Regions from separate parts of the Sus scrofa genome. Here region 1 is linked to region 2. The links are chromatin contacts, called in public Hi-C maps. All regions are on one chromosome and are shown on one strand. The core of a region is the stretch at or near the end of the contact, and the rest is flanking DNA. Distances in the headings are between cores, read along the strand shown.

The links. Hi-C and Micro-C count contacts between places; a contact is called where the count stands out from the background.
Region 1: a Hi-C map of liver shows a contact between it and region 2, with 8 times the contacts expected there. The contact joins the promoter of C3H16orf72 here to the promoter of GSPT1 in region 2. A contact is called at or near these places in 1 of 5 promoter capture datasets (fetal liver) and 2 of 47 Hi-C or Micro-C datasets (heart right ventricle and liver).

The regions. Positions count from the first base shown.
Region 1 is chr3:33,653,941-33,656,703 of Sscrofa11.1, reverse strand. C3H16orf72 (UPF0472 protein C16orf72 homolog) reads left to right here and starts at 1,366. Exons shown (of 4, transcript XM_003354616.4): 1 at 1,366-2,058; 2 at 2,726-2,763. The coding sequence starts at 1,833.
Region 2 is chr3:31,235,680-31,238,408 of Sscrofa11.1, reverse strand. It overlaps GSPT1 (eukaryotic peptide chain release factor GTP-binding subunit ERF3A), which reads right to left and starts at 1,254. Exons shown (of 15, transcript XM_021086589.1): 1 at 559-1,254. The coding sequence starts at 916. LOC102166437 (a long non-coding RNA gene) reads left to right here and starts at 1,043. Exons shown (of 2, transcript XR_002342422.1): 1 at 1,043-1,609.

The DNA.
Region 1 (2,763 bases), core at 117-2,616, 2.4 Mb before region 2:
AGCTTGGAGGTCTGACGAAGCAGAAAGAAGGGCAGTGTGGCTGGGCAGCCCTAGCCAAGCAGAGAGTGGAGTTCAGATGAACGCAGAGGAGGCGGCGGGGCCAGATCCTGCCGGGACTTGTAGCCCACAGTGAGGTCAGATTTTCTTCCAAAAGTGATGGCTTTACAGCCAAACCGCTTTGTAGAAGGGCGCTTTCGCAGCCCCTGGGACTTATCCAAGCCCCCGTGGCTCGTACCCCCGCCGTCAGCGTATGAGTCTAAGGGCCAGTTTTGCATCTGTGCGGTCATCGCCCCTTTACGTGGCTTCTTCCTCTCCAGACCTTGAGCCCCTGGGACGTCCCCAGCCTGGTGACCACAGCGCGCAGCTCGGCGCCTGGTCCACAGGAGGCGCGCAGCCCGGGTGATGCGGAGATCGCACACGGCAGGTGATTGAGAAATCGGCGCAGAACTAACCCCCTGGAAACCCGGCCTCCCACTTGGCGCGGCCACGAGGATTCCCGGCCGGAGGAGGCGGGGGCTGGCGCGTGACGCAGGCTGCAGCACATGGCCCAGGAGTGTGCTTTTTGGGACAGGTGCGGGGGCCGCCAACTTCACGAAGGCACAGACGCAGCCTGGCCGAGGCACAGCTCTCCTGCCGAGGTTTATTTTCGGCTTTGTGAGTCGGCTGCGCGGCCGCAGAGGTCTAGTCAAGGGACGGGTCAGGGTGGGGGGCGGGCGCAAGAGCCCCCTGGACGCAACGAGAAGCGAGCCGCGTGAGTGGTGGCGGCCCGCCGGCCTAGCCACTTAGAAGTTTTTTTGTGGACTCCAAGGCTCAACTTGCTAATCTAGGAAATTGGTCTCTGAAATAAACGAAGACTCGCTTCGCAAGTTCATTCACCTTCTTCACTTCCCTCTTCTCTTTGGAAGCCCAAGAGTCTGGCGTAGGAGGCTGTCACCCACTACATCCCTCAGTCCCAGGGGCCCAGTAGCTGGACTAGACTTTGCGTCCCCCGGGGCCTCGGAAGCGCCGGAAAAGCCCCCTCGGGGTGCGGCCGCGGGGCCAGGTCACGTGACCCCCGCACGCCGCCTGGCAGCTGCGGCTGCAACTAGCGCGCATGCGCATTTCTCTATCCTCCCCACCTCGGTTGGCTCCGACGCAACCACTGTCAGCTCCTCCCCTCTGTCCCAGTCTTCATCCTTCCTGACTTTCACTCCCTTTCCCCCGCCCACTGGTTACGTCAGGCGGACAGGCCTACGAGCCAATCACGGCTCTATATTCAGGGGACGGCACGCGGAACCGGTCGGATCGGACCAATGGGGGCTCTCGGAGTGGGCGCGCCCCAACTGGGCAGGGGAGCCGGGGCCGAGTGGGCGGTGCTTCCCCAGTCAGCATGTGGGCGGGGGAGGGCGGTGACCAGCAGCCGCAGAGGCGTCGACGGCGGCGGCGACGACGAAGACGTTCCTCAGTCTTCGGGGTGGGCTCGGTGGCGCAGGCCGGGCTTCGCGGAGGTCTCGGTGGTCTGCGGCGGCGGCCCTAGAGAGGCCGCGGCGCTATGGCGTGGTGGTAGACCGGCTCAGGCCGGCGAGGCGAGGGGCGGCGGCGATCATCCGGTCCGCGGCGACCTTCGGCGGGGCCCGGGGGTAGGGAGACTCGGGGCGGGGGTCGTCCCGGACAGCGCGGGGCCGCGGGGCGGGGCTCGCAGGCCGTCGGGGTGCAGGAGGTCTGGGTCGCCGCGAGGAGCCGCCGCCGGCCGCTGGGCCCCGCCACCGGGCCGCTCGACGACGACGCTCCCGCGGGAGCCCCGCCTGAGGAGGACGCGGCGGCGGCGGCGAGGCCGCGGGAGGCCGCGGAGGATGGAGGAGCGGAAAGAGGAGGGCGAGGCCGAGATCCAGGAGCACGGGCCCGAGCACTGGTTTTCCAAGTGGGAGCGGCAGTGCCTGGCCGAGGCGGAGCAGGACGAGCAGCTGCCCCCCGAGCTGCAGGAGGAGGCGGCGGCCGCCGCGCAGCCCGAGCACAAGCAGCAGAAACTGTGGCACCTCTTCCAGAACTCGGCCACCGCCGTGGCCCAGCTCTACAAAGGTGAGGGCTGCTGCCGCCATCTTGCGCCGTCGCCCCCGTCGCCGCCGCCTAGGGCCCGGCTGTCGGGCGGTCGGCGGAGAGTCCGGGGTTGGCGGTGGGGTTGGGCGGTCTCCGAGGCTCCGGCCGTCGCGTCGCGGCCCTGCCGCCCCCTCCCCGCAAGATGGCGTCGCGGGAGGCGGGCCGTCGGGAGGCGCCCGGGGGGTGGCCCGGGGCGGGCGCTGGGGGCTCCTGCGTTGGGGGCCGCCCGGGGGGCCCCTCGCTTCTGGGGCCGGGCCGCCGGGCGCCCGGGGCCTGTGAGGGGAGGGGAGGGGCCCCCGGTCACAAAATGGCGAAGGGAGGCTCCGGGGCGGCCTATTGTGCCGGAGCCGGTCTCGGGGCGGGGACTTTGAGGGGGCGCCTCCCACCGCCGCGCCTGGGCCCCGGCTGCGCCCCGCGTCCCGCGTCCCCCCCTGGCCGCCCGCCGCGACCCCCTTCCTGCCGGCCCCCGACCCAGTGCGGGATCCCGAAAACCTTGAACAAAATGGCGAAACCTAATATGGCCGTTCCGGAGTGATTGACGCCCAAATAACATTGCTTTCTCTCTCTCTCCCCCCTCCCCCCTCGCCCCGTCTTTGTGCATTTCTTTCTTTCTTTTTTTTTTTTTTTTTCTCTTTTTGTCGTCTTTCAGACCGAGTGTGTCAGCAGCCAGGACTTTCTCTCTGGGTC
Region 2 (2,729 bases), core at 5-2,504:
ACGTAATTACAGTTTCAATAACAGAAATCGCGGCGAGACGCTCTCTCGTCTAGACCGAGGTGAAGGGAAAACTCCAGCATTCGTCCTCCCCAAGCCCTCAGCGCTCTCGACAACCACCCGACCGACCCTAGGCTCCATCTGTCCTCATTTCTAGGCCTCGTGGCACTGTCCAGCGGCGGTCCCCCTCCGTCCCATACGGTCCCCACTTCCAGCGGGGAAGTGGGGCCCCACGGAAAAAGAGGCCGGCCGCGGGTCTCGGGCCTTCGGCCCCAGTGGTGTGCCCCGCACGCTGCTCCCACCCCGCCCGGCCCTCCACCGCCGCCACCCTGCGCAGGCCGCCACCCTGGCCCCGGGGCGCCCCACCCAGGACAGCCGGCGCCGCTGTCAGCTCCCCACGTGCCGCCTGGCCCCACGACCACGCGCCTCTGGCCTGGCGCGCTCCCGACCCCACTCCGATCCCCATCCCAGGTGGGCTCAGGCTCCCAGGCCGGCTGCTCCTGTCCTCCCCGCCCGGCTTCCTCCCGCAACCCAGGAAAGAGCGGCGTCCCGGCCTTTTACCCGAAGGGCCTCCCGCGCCGCTGCCGGCTCCGTGGTTGTTGGCGGCGGCGCCAGCTGGGGGTGCTGACGGCTGGGCCGGGCCCCGCAGGAAGGACGGCACGAACTCCGCGGCGTGGACGTTGGGCACGAAGGGCTTGGCGTTGACGTTGAGTTGCCGGCTGAAGGCCGCGCTGAGGTGCTCACGCTGGGCCTCGGCCGCCGCCGCTGCCAAAGGGCCGCCGGCGCCGCCGCACGGTCCCGGTCCGGGGGCTTCCATGTCCGCCTGGTCCCAGCAATCCGGTGCCGAGTCGCTGCTGCTGCTGCCGCTGCTGCTCCCACCTCCTCCGCCACCGCCGCCGCCACCACTGCCCGGATCCATGATCGGGGGGGCCGTGTGTGTGGTGAAGAGAGGGCGGGAAATGGAGGCGGGGGCGATGGGCCGGGGTGGAGCAGGCCGCGCTGAGCCCGGGAAGCTGCGAGGCAGAGAGGCTGGGAGAGCTAACTACACAATCTCCGGCGTCGTCGCGGCAGCACCTTTAATCCCGGCTTCGCACTCGCAACGACGACCGCGGCGGCAGCAACGGCTCAACCCTCCTCGTGTGTGCTAGCAGATCTCCTCCCACCCAACCCCAACCACCTCCAACCACCTCCGACCGCCTCAGCGCCAACCCCACGCCTGGTGCGAATTGACCCCTCGCCGCCACCCGTACCTTCGCCTCGGTAGTTTTCGGCTCCGGCCGGCCCCGTTTCCGGCTACGAGTCGCGGCGAAGGCGGAACTACGAGTTCCGGCAGCACCCGCGCGACCCCGCTGCGGTTTTCCCGGGGGCCGACGGGAGTCGGAGTTCGGGGCCGGGAGCAACCGGAAGCGGCGCCGTCTCCCGGCAGGCAGCGCGAGAAGGCGGAGGTTTGGTCACCTCTCAGCGGCCCCACCTGTCACCGGGTGGGGGCCGGGGTAGGAGCGAGCCCTGGCGCGACTTCTCGCGGGGCCGCGGACTGCAGGTCTCTCAGCCCACGGGGGTGTCCGCTCTGTCCTTCCGCACTGGACGCGGGAAAACGGACAGCAGATCTAAGGTGGAAAGAAAAGCTTTCAACTCCTGAAAATTCCTTCTCTTTTCACCAGCCCTCTGTGTTCCCTGCCTCACAGCCTCCCTACCTTGTTCTCTTTCTTTCCACCTTCCTCCTCCCCGCCCCCAGCCAGAATTTGCCCCACATTTCAAAGACGACGCGGGGTGTCTTTCATTTTTTGTATTCACTTGGTGGACGAGACCATAAAACCGTGAGACATGACAACTTGAACTGTAGAGTGGCTTGTAAAGCGCTCGGGCCCAGGCTCTGCCTCGGCAGAGGGGATTATTAACTGGAAACTTACAATGACTCACTGCCTGTATGACTAGTCATAAAGCCTTCACCCAAACTTTTCCATCCCTTCCTCCTCCCTGCCAAGGGCTTTGCAAACCAAACAGAGGATTGCCGTATTCCATGATGTAGCCAACTAACAGGGTTATTTTTGTGCGTCCAACTTCGTTTGCACCCTTAGGTGAAGTGGTTTTCTTTTGAAGGGTAGGATTTGCTCAGGTTTTGCCTTAGTACTTTATTGACTGCGTCTCATGCGGCCAGGTCGCGGTTCGGTAAACCCAGGAAAAGAGAAAAAGTGAAAGATAAAAACCTAGACCCAACTGCTTGAAGTGGGAAAATAGCCTTGTTCTTAATACCTGTTAAGTTCTCCTGTAATTCACCGTTACGGAGCCCAAAACAGAGAAAAACATATTGTTGATATTTTCCTGCTAGAAGTCTAGACAGAGGGCCAGTCTAGCAGAGTGTCATTTATCTGCTAGAAATTACAGAGTACAGTCTGTACAGAGAACACACAAAGATATTTCTTAAAAACCTTATGTTAAGCTCCAAAACCTAAATCTAGGTATTAATTTTAAACATCTATTTTAAAGATAAAAGAACTCAGCCTAATGAGACAAATCACAACAGAGCTGTCTGTTACCTTTGAAAACATAATCATATTCTAAAGTGGTTTGAAATTGGGTTTAATATTAAATTAATATTAAACCGGAGACATCCATTATAACAAGGCTGACTTTAAGTTTCTAGATGGGTCTGTGGTTCATTGCTCTGGAAATATTCTGGACATTGATTCCACCCCCCCACACACACAAAAGATGTATAACTCTCATTAATA